Linked DNA regions of Oryctolagus cuniculus: region 2 is linked to region 1. Evidence: chromatin contacts called from public Hi-C data. All regions are on one chromosome and are shown on one strand. The core of a region is the stretch at or near the end of the contact, and the rest is flanking DNA. Distances in the headings are between cores, read along the strand shown.

What was found. A called contact is a pair of places that touch in the nucleus more often than the background predicts.
Region 2: a contact with region 1 is called in a Hi-C map of an unstated tissue, with 2.8 times the contacts expected there. The contact joins the enhancer-like site here to the promoter of LGR4 in region 1. A contact is called at or near these places in 4 of 6 Hi-C or Micro-C datasets (ear pinna, embryonic fibroblasts, skin fibroblasts and 1 more).

What each region holds. Positions count from the first base shown.
Region 1 is chr1:38,906,291-38,911,675 of mOryCun1.1, forward strand. It overlaps LGR4 (leucine rich repeat containing G protein-coupled receptor 4), which reads left to right and starts at 2,084. Exons shown (of 17, transcript XM_017345627.3): 1 at 2,084-2,789. The coding sequence starts at 2,605. It also overlaps a transcript of LOC103351120 not described here.
Region 2 is chr1:39,112,683-39,118,067 of mOryCun1.1, forward strand. The region is part of intron 8 of CCDC34 (coiled-coil domain containing 34); the gene reads left to right. Among named protein-coding and RNA genes, the nearest start is that of CCDC34, 83 kb to the left of the region's middle. Within about 2 kb of position 2,574, at least 1 of the 8 cell types and tissues checked has an H3K27ac peak or open chromatin away from gene starts, as enhancers often do. A contact at or near this core is called in ear pinna, where this site is marked.

The DNA of each region.
Region 1 (5,385 bases), core at 834-3,333:
GGTGAATCCTGGCTGCTCCACTTAGGATCCAGGTCCCTGCTAATGCACCTGGGAAAGCAGTGGAGGATGACCCAAACACTGTACCCACCTGAGAGACCTGGATGAAGCTCCTGGCTCCTGGCTTTGGCCTGGCCAAGTCCAGACCCTTGAGACATTTGGGGAGCGAACCAGGGGATGGAAGACCTCTCTGTCTCTGCTTCTCTCTGTAACTCTGCCTTTCAAATAAAATAAATCTTAAAAAAAAAAAAAAAAAAAAAAAAACTAACACTTTAGTAGACTTTACATTCTTTCTTCTTTATCTAAGACAACAGTTCCTGATCTTTTGTTTCGCGCAAGCTGCAAATTTGAACCCTCCTTTCTTATAGGAATTCATCTGAAAGACAATAAGGAATTTCTTCAACAAAATTTAGATTTCTCCTTTCTTCAAAATCTGAATCTCTTCTTTACTTAAGTTGCCAGCTATAAGATTTTATTCCTTGAAAGCAAAGAATAAAGTTCTTCACGTGTGGCTCATGAGCCTCCTATATCCTTCTCAGTTGATGTGCAGCAAAATGTTGATTCCTGGCTCTTAGGCAGGCCTACCAAATCAATCTGTATCTTAGATCAAGCTTTACATGAGTTTCTTATGCTCATACCTTGAAAGAAATGAATTATTTGGAAGATGCATAATTACTTACTACAGTTTATACTTGTCAGACAGCAGAAGAGAGTGATATACATAGCAAGCGAAACTGTCGTCTTTCAGTGTTCAAAAAGAAAGATCTTAACAGCATCAGTTAGAGAGAAACTAACTTTGTCTCCTCACTTCACTCACCCATGAAATTTGCTAGGAACTAATAGAAATGACTTAGTGGAAGCCGGTATAAGGAATGCTCCCAGATAAGGAGCAGGGCACCCAGTTGTTCTGTGATAATCGTAGGCAGAGCACACTATCTGAGAGCCCAGATCTCTTATCTGTGGAACCAGAGTGTTGTCCACCTGCCTTCAAGTTCTCTTTCAGAAGAAACTGGAAGTGAAGGCATGTCTTCATCTATTGACTTTCTATCTTGACTCTCTATAAACTTACAGTAGTCATGTGCCCAACCTCACATTATTTTTAAGGTAAACTCCTGAATATGCTGGTGATGGAAATAGTTCTCTTTAAACTCCTAGGTCTGCCTCACCAGATGACTGTCTAGGAGAGTGACATTTTAAAACTTTTCTTGCCGTGTTCATAAAACATGTCTACAATATAGGAAATGCTACTCAAAGGCATAGCAGAACACAGGAAAAGAGGACCCCATAAAGCAATATTTGGGAGAGATAATGACTCTGTGTTTGGTGGGCCACCAGGACTCAAGGTCCAACAAAGCAGAGACCTCTGATAATTACCGAACAACAAGGTTGTCACCGGCTTCTCAAGGGTAAAAACTTAGCGCTCAGTTTTGTTGTCTGGAGAATTTGTCCCTTGCTCAGAAACATCACCTCCTTTGACCCTTGCAACACTCCCGTGTTTAACGATTTTAAAGGAGTCTGCTTTGCATCGTGGATGATTGGTTGCTAAGATTTAGGCTACCAAGTGTACATCGAGATAGGTGTAAAGAACCTGGGGAAGTGCCGTGTTTTAATTTAGGGTATAACTAAGCCCCCAAGCTTTGTGTCAGATGAAGGGAAACGTTTTCCCTCCTCTTCAAAATCTTTTTTCCGTTTGCACAGCTCCCAGTGTCCTCGCCCTTTGGAACAGAGGAGAGTCATTTGAAACTTAACTGAATGCTGCAGGCAAGTTCTACTTTTCAGGTCATCCAATTTAAGAGATCTAATTTCTGCAGAGGGAAGAAAAAGAGGAGGTGGGGGAGGGAAAGAACAGAATCCTTGTCTTCCGATCTTCCTACCTTCAATCCACAACCTGCCACGCAAATCGAGCCAACTCAGGGATTTTTGCCTTCAACCACTACCACCACCACTACCTTGTCACTCACGCCCGAGACACACGCCCCTCTGGTCCCACTCTCGGCCAATGGCGGCTCCCCTCCCTGCATAGTAATGAGCTCGAGACCTTCCCGGGCCAATGGCGCTCCGGGAGAAGGGTTAGTTTTGCATGTACCTAAATGATTTGCATAACCCAGCGGCCGGGGGCTTGGGAACCGGAGCGTGCAACCCTAGAAGGGAAAAGGACGGGAAGAGCTGGAGCCGCGGCGGGGAGAGAGCGAGAAGAGTCTGGGTGTTTGTACGCGAGCCGAGGCGGGGGCTGGGACGAGGGGCCGGCATGGCTGAAGGCTGCGCTCCGCAACCTTGAAGAGCGGCAAGGCCGGGGCAAGCAGGCGGGTGCGATGGCAGCGCGCGGCCCCCGCAGCTGCGCCGGGCCGGGCGGGCTGGCCTGAGCCGCCAGAGGAGCGGGGCTGCCTCTGCGCTTCCATGGAGCAGCGGGAAGGGCGAAACTCCGGAGCGCCGCGTCCCTGCGCTGCTGCGGCTGGCTGGTGAAGGCGCCGAGCCCGCGCGAATTGCCGAGGGAGAGAGCCCCCGCGCCAGCCCGCAGGCCGGCTGCCCGGGAGCGCCGGGGGGGCGTCGGAGGGCGGCCGAGCGAGCGGCGCCCGGGAGAGGCCGGCGCGGGAGGCGGCTGCAGCAATGCCGGGCCCGCTGGGGCTGCTCTGCTTCCTCGCCCTGGGGCTGCTCGGCTCGGCCGGGCCCAGCGGCGCGGCGCCGCCTCTCTGCGCGGCGCCCTGCAGCTGCGACGGCGACCGTCGGGTGGACTGCTCCGGGAAGGGGCTGACGGCCGTGCCCGAGGGGCTCAGCGCCTTCACCCAAGCGCTGTGAGTGCGGGCGACTGGGGCGCGAGAGGGAGGCTTTGCGGGGGCCGCTGCGGGATCCGGGCCGGCCGTGCCTGTCTGCCAACCCCCAGCGCCCTAGGGACTGGGGGGCGCCGCCACCTGTGTGGGGGTGCTGGCCACTCTCTCCAGTTCTGCGTGCGTGCTTTCCAAACTTTGCGGGTGCGGTGCGAGCCGCGAGCAGCTCTCTTGCCCAGCCTTTTCCGGCTCAGTCAGCCCCCCTACACACACACACACACACACACACACACACACACACACACACACACACACACACACACCCCACACTCAGGTGTGTCTGGGGCCAAGGCGGCATCTGGAGACGCTTGTCCCTGGCAACCTGCTCTCGCGGGTTCCTGCTCAGCAGGGTAGGTCTCGCCACTGGTGGGGGGCCAGGGCGCCGAGAACTTGGCCTGAGTGCACACCGAGGCACGTTTTCTGGGGACTCACCTGGGGACTCCCGGGCTCCGGCACGTGTGGAGAAAAAAACACCTGCATCGCAGTCCGCGCCAGTCTCCTTTCAGTTTGGCCCCATCCACGGAGTGCGACCTGGCACCTCGGCCCGGCTCCACTCCCGGGCTCACCCACAAAGATCCAGGGTTCTGGAGCACGCAGGGAGGCCAGGAGCCAAGAACGGGGAAATGACAGGCTTGTGCTGGTGAAAATACGCCTGTCCCCAGAGAGGCCTGTCCGAAGGAATGCTGACCCCAGGTGCAGGGTGTTGGGAGAGAAAGCCCGGGAGCATGTGTTCAGCCGCTGCGCGCACTGCAGGCGCCAGGTTTCTGCTGCACCCAACCAGCAAAAACTTCTCTGAAGCTGCTTGTGTTCCGGGGAGTCACTCAAAAGGCTCGGCCACTCGAGTGCTCCCTCCTCCAACGGGAACCTGAGCGCTTAGAGGTTTCCCTCCGAAAAGAATCTGACATAGGTGCTGGAGGTGGTGTTGGCAGATGCCGCCGATAGAGGAAGAATAGGGTGAGGGAGTGCAGGGCTTGTGTGCTCTTGTTCTTGTGTTGTGTGGCCAGTGCAGCGATTACATCAGGAGCTGGGACAGGACTGTTTGCAAGAGGAAGGGAGTCAGGGAGGCCCATGGGTAAAGGGAATTTCCTTTTCCCTTATTGCTACCGAAAGGGACCTCTTAGAAATAGACAGTCTCATTAAAAGCAGTAACAGCCCTGTGAAGAAATCCTTTCTATGCAGGCCAGGCTGTAGCTCCAGGTGGGTGGTGGCCAGGTGTTCTGCTTGCCCTCCCCGGGTGGCATTTTAGGCAGCATGGAGGCCTGTGGCCTTGGAATCTGTTTCGGTCCCCCCCTTCAGGTGTTAGGCATTTGAAGCCATTTTCCTTCAGCATGGTGAACTTTAACTTTCTCTCTCTCTCTCTCTCTCTCTCACACACACACACACACACACACACACACGTTAGCTTTGCAGTAAAGAGCATTTTGTTCACAAAGGGTCATTAAGTGACAATGAGGTGAGGGACTAGAAGATAGAGCCCCCCCACCTCAAAATCTTCTAGAAACATTTAGGGAATTGGTGCCAAGAGAGAGAGGTGCCTTTACCTGAACCTCTTTCAAGGCTCTCATATAATAGAGAAGCAGGATTTGAGTGTTTTGACTAGTGAGACCTTGTTTAGCAGCTTCCTTGAAATTTAGTAAACAGACTTACCTTGCCATATGAGGAAAAGAGCTTTCTTTATATTAGTACCTAAAACTGCAAAGAAATAGCACATTTTTGTGAGTGCATGCTCCTCCCTCTAGAGCACCAAGACAACTTCCTATGAGAACTCAGAAAGGGAGTGCTGTGCTGTATCTCCAACTCTGAGCTTCACGAAAGTTACTGCGAACAGATAGACACCAGTCCAGATGAGATTGCCTAGACCAGCATCAAGGCAGGCGGCACTTCCTGAGTTGCAGTGGTGAGCAAATGCGCTGTTTTCTTTGATTTGTGACCCAGAGGTAGCATGACAGTACATACCAGCCACTCCTTACTTCATCCTAATACTCCTCATCTCACCCTCAAAAGTATAAATTCCATGAGCAGCCTGCTTAAGAGTTTTCAAGGGCTGTCTGCTTGTATTTTACTCATGAGGAAACCAGTTAGTGTAGTGATTCTCCAAGCCGTGTCTGAGAAGGGGCAGGTGCTGCAGGTGTGCACACTCCAGTGGATCTTACACGATAGCTTGGCACCACCTGGAGTCTCTTTCCAAGGACGTCCAGGCTGCTCTTCCATCACAGCTGTAGTGAGTGAGCCACTGATACCAAGAAACTAATTCTCTGAGCCCTAACTTTTGATTCCCTGGTCTTCATTTCTGCAGCATATGCACCAAAGCGTGTTTAGTTAACCATAAAATTCAACATAAAAATAGAAATTAAAAAGTCAAAACTATAATTATTAATCTAAGTTCCTTATGCATCAAGGACTTGTTCATTGGTAGCACTTTCACTTCTCCATCCTACGTTGGATACCTGGGACTAACAGAGAACAGGGATTTTATTTTACGCAATTTGGAGTCCACACAGCTAGTACCCAGCAGGCATTTACAAAGCTGGAGTGAGTGAGTAAGTACGTAAGGCTTTACACT
Region 2 (5,385 bases), core at 1,324-3,823, 210 kb after region 1:
TCTCAGCCCTTGTTCAGCTTCAGTTTGCTTATCTTTCAAATGGAGGAAGTACCAAAACCTCAGGGGTTTGTGACCATGCTCTAGAAACCTCAAGGTGTTATCCAAAAGCAAGAGGCGTTTTCTATCAAAAGCTTGTAGCTGGTGTATGTTCTTGGTCACTAGAGGGAGCTTTAGGATTCAGGGGAAAGATAAGCCAAGGATGTCTATTGTTGAAAGCTTGGGGCCTCTATGAGAAATTACTTCTTTAAAAAATTTTTGCATTATATAAATAATAAATTTAGATGGTTTTTATTCAGATAAAAGTCTATAAAAACCAGTAGGACCACAGATCTTTGTGACACAGATTTTTTCCACCAATTAACTCATAGAATTCTATCTTCCACTACCATGATTTTAGTTTGAGGAAAGTCCTAAGATTTGTGTAGAATCATTTAGAAAGCAAAGGGGAGGGGCCGGCGTTGTGGCATAGCAGGTAAAGCCATTGCCTGTGACACTGGCGTCCCATATGGAAGCTGACTTGAGTCCCAGCTGCTCCACTTGCAATCCAGCTCCCTACTAGTGGCCTGGAAAAAACAAGGGAAGATGGCTCAAGTGCTTGGGCCCCTACCACCCATGTGGGAGACCTAGATGAATTTCCTGGCTTCAGCCTGGCTCAGTCTCAACTGTTGCAGCCACTTGGGTGTGAACCAGTGGATGGAAGATCTCTCTCTCTCTCTCTCTCTCTCACTGTCTCTCCCTCTCTGAAACTCTTTCAAATAAATAAATAAATATTTAAAAGAAATAAAATAATAAAAAATGCAAAGAGGGAAAAAGGTAGAAAACACAGTTTTCCAAAAGGCCATATAAGAAAAATACTTTCCTATTATCAAAAACAATTCACTGTGAGTGGATATTTGGCCTAGTGGTTAAGATACCAGTGCATTTCATACTGGGGTGTGCCTGGGTTTGATACCCAGTTCTGGCTCCTGATTCCAGCTTTCTGCTAATGTAGACCCTGTGAGGCAGCAGGTGATGGCCCAAGTAATTGAGTTTCTGCCACACACATAGGATGCGTGGACTGAGTTCCCAATTTCCAATACGGCCCCCAGTCGGGCATTTGGGGAATGAGTGGGCTAGCAGATGGGAGCTCTCTGTCTGTGTGTGTGTGTGTTTGTGTGTGTGTGTTTCTAAAAATAAATAAGCAAGCTAAAATAATTCATTAGAAATTCTGTGCCTCCTGACATTGTTGTTTGATGATTTTTGTACCCAGGCAAGATGAGGAAGTTCCTTGTCTCTGGCTTTGGGTTTCCTAATAGTACCCTCTGAAGTTCTTAACTGGTGCTTTTCTCATGCTAGGACCAGAGTTAGAGAATTCTCACTTAAAACAGTTCGCTTGTTACAGTAAAGGACTCCAGAATGTTCTGAAGGAGAAGGTATGCTGCAGTGATATCTTCTCTGTGTGATTTGGGGAATCAGAGTATTGTGCTTAAGAACAATATCTATTCGCTTTGAGGGCCTTTATTTCTCTCTATGATTCTGAGCAATACTCCAGCCCACCTACTCCATCCACATATTCCTGTGATCTGATGGACTTTCTTCATGGAGTGTGTGGAACATTTAGATGACCAGACTCAGACTTTAGATCGTGAAAAGCAAAGTTTGCAGGAACACAAGGATCTTAGGTTTAGCTGATTTTCTACCCAAATTTATTTAGGGAAAGTAGAGTCTTGATATTTCCTTTTCTTATAGTCCTTCAGGCTGTGTTTCAATTCTGAAGAAAACAATCATCTTCAGAACACTAAATATCATTTTTCATATATATTTTCAGGAAGCAAAGTAAAGACGTAATTGCTAATACCCATTTCTTCTTGCATTTTCTATTGCTATAACAGAACACCCAGGACTGAGTAATTTATAAAGCAAGAGATTTAGTTTGGCTCACAGATATCCAAGAGTGTGGTGCTAGAATCTGATTGGCTTCTGCTGAGGGCTGCATGGCAGAGAGTGGAAGGGCAAGTGGGTGCATGTGAAAGAGAGATCACATGATGAGAGAGGAGGCAAGAGAAAGCTCAGGAAGCCCAACTCACTGTACAACCTGCTCTGCAGTAACACGCATCCAGTCCCAAGAGCAAGAAGTCACTTCTCCCTGGAGACAGCATTATGCTATTCGTGAGGAATCTGCCTCCTGAAATACCTCCCACTAGTGCTCATCTCCCAACACTGTTGCATTGATGAATTTAACCTCAGCATGAGGTTAAAAAGTGGGGACAAACCATAGCACCATTAGCAAAAGTGACCAATGAAATTGTCAGGCACTGATTCGCCAATTTTTTAAAAAAATTGAACGATATACCCTCATAAATCCTGCTTTCGCCCAACTTAACTCTTTAAAAACAGACAAGTCTATATGTTTTTTAAAAAGATTTATTTATTTACTTATTTGGGGGTGGCAGAGGGAGGGAAAGAGAAATCTTGTATCTTCTGGTTCACTCCCCAAATGACCACAAAAGCTGTTACTGGGCAAGGCTGATGCCAGGACCTAAAAATTCTGGATCTTCCATGTGAGTGGCAGTAGCTAAAGTACTTGAGCCATCCCAGGAGCATTGGCAGGGAGCCGGATCAGAGGCTGAGCCGTCAGGACTCCATCTGGCACCCTGATATGTGATGCGGGCTTCCCAAGCAGAGGTTTAACCTGCTGTGCCAGGCCCTCCCCAAATCAGTGTATTATTTAAAGAAATGCTGACTACCTCTCTGGAAAAGCTGTCATTAAGTCCATGTTGTTTCCTGCAACCAACGACTTTCTGGTGCTGAGGAGGTAAGAATATTCTTTTTTTTTTTTTGACAGAGTAGACAGTGAGAGAGAGAGAGAGAAAGGTCTTCTTTTACCGTTGGTTCACCCCCCAATAGCCACTGCGGCCAGCGTGCTGCGGCCGGCGCACCGCACTGATCCGAAGGCAGGAGCCAGGTGCTTCCTCCTGGTCTCCCGTGGGGTGCAGGGCCCAAGCACTTGGGCCATCCTCCACTGCACTCCCTGGCCACAGCAGAGAGCTGGCCTGGAAGAGGAGCAACTGGGACAGAATCTGGCGCCCCAACCGGGACCAAAATCCGGTGTGCTGGCGCCGCAGGCGGAGGATTAGCTTATTGAGCCGCGGCACCTGCCAAGGTAAGAGTATTCTAAGACATAATTTATTTTTGTTTTGTATTTTCTTCACCCATTGACGTGGAAAAGGCTCCCTTCCACTACCATGTCAAGCCTGAGCTCTCGTTGCAGCTCTTGGTGTCTGCAGTCATTCTGGCAGGAAGGCTTTCTCTGCTGCCAGAGAGGCAGGAGATGGCAGGTTACGAAGAATGAAGCCCTGCTAGGTGTGTTCATTGCCGTTGATGAGAAACAGCTGCCCTTCCTTGTTGGGCCAGTTGTTTAAGGCGTTCCACTCCTCTCCCCTGAAGTCTAATAAGTAACCAAGACAAATCAGCTGATTTGGGTCACACCAAGCTGGAATCTGCCAGCCCATTTTAAGAGTGACTTAAATTTATGGTGTCAGCATTGGGAAATTTTCTAGAACAATGCAAACAGCTAGATCCATGGTTCCATGAATGATCACAAGCTGAGTAATTTTCTCCTCTCTGTTCTCAGGGGCTGCTGTTTCTTCTTAAAGCTTTCAGGTGGGAAAACTCAGAAGGTTGGCAACAGAATCACTATTACCTACTTTAGGATAATGCAAATTTTAATGTACACAGCAATCACTGGGAATCTTGTTAAAAATGCAGATTTTTATTCAGTAGTTCTGGGTGTGAGGTTGAAGGTGGAGGAACTGAAATTCTGCATTGGAAAGGCTCTCCCAGATGATGCCAGTGTGACTGGTCTTTGGACCACACTGAGCAGCAAGCCCCAAATAATTTTTATCTTTGTTTCCTGTTTCAAGCTTGCATGATATTAGAAGGATGAAGAATACATTTTCTAATCCAATTTCTAACACTATCAGCAATGGAGAATGTATAAGTAATGATTTCAAATCCCATGGAAAACCATGAGGCTACATATTTCTATCCTCTGAATTAACAATTGGACAGCCATGACCTTGAAGCCTAATTTATTGCAAATCAAAATTTTGAGAATAGACCTGTAGAATTCATACACGCAGAAAGCAGAACTCATTCAGATTGGTTTTTCTCATAAGATTGCAAAGCAGCTGTTTATGGGAGGTTTTTTTGTTGTTGTCAAGTGTCATGCTGTCTACTATATTTGAGAAGGAACATGGATGGACTACCTGTAAATCTTTGAGCCAATTCCTCTGACTCTTTCTGCTCACTGTTGTGAACCCAGTTAAATTACTGCTTATGCAAAGGGATGCCTCTTCCTCAGTTGTGGAGACATTTCACATTTTTCATGAATATTTTCAGGAGAGCAGCTTTTTGGAATTGTTGTACTGAGTTTCCATTCCCATTTCCAGCTGTAAGTTGGTTGTTGTGGGAGATCAACACCTTCTGTTTGGTGGACTGGATGATTGGAAGTGAACTTTAGAATCACTGAGTCCCATTTTGTCTTAAAGTTTGTATTTCTTCAAGCCAGCCTCTGCCCGAAACACTGTAGGTTATAAGGATCTTACTATTTTATATTCCATACTTTGAATAGCTCTGACCATTGGTAAGCCTTCTCTTATGTTAAACCAAGGGTTGTCTCCTTGTGAGACAACTAGACAGTTTTTATTCACCGGGGGGGGGGGGCAATAACTTTGTCTTGAATAGACTGTAGACACTCAATGCATATGGCTTGGTAACTGTCTTTTTCAGCCCCAGGATCTGGGATTCTTAGGATCTGACAATTTCTCATGCTGCAAAGCCTTCAACTCCTGACTTGGAGAATAGACCTAGGCCAGATTCGGAGTTGCTCTGCCAGAAATTTCATGAGCCAGGGTGAGGTATGACAGTTGCTGCTCATAAAGACGTCACCCTGCTTGATTACCTGGGCTTACAATTTCCTGTGTTTCTTTCTTATGTCCAGCCTGGCTTAAGCCATTAGTGAAATGCAGGATGAGGATTCATGGTTACTCATGAATTTTCACACAACCAGGTCATTCAATGGGAATCTTAGAAATGACTCCAATTTCTAGACTATCATTTCTTTAGTTCTTAGCTAGTGCAAATGTTTAAGTCCGGCAAAGTTGGATTTTAGTCCGCCTTTCTTATTCTCTTTACAGGACTTTTCCACCCTTCCTATTTGTGCTGCTTGTGTGATCTGATCCTCAAGGCATCCCCCTTGCAGTATCATTCTATGCCTTGGATCATGCATTATATCCTCCCTACTTTTCCCTCATGAAAACTTACCTGTTTCCTCTGATTCTCTCAGCAGTTGGCTTTATGCAATATCACTTTGGCTGTTAATAGATTTTGGTCCCCCTTACAAAT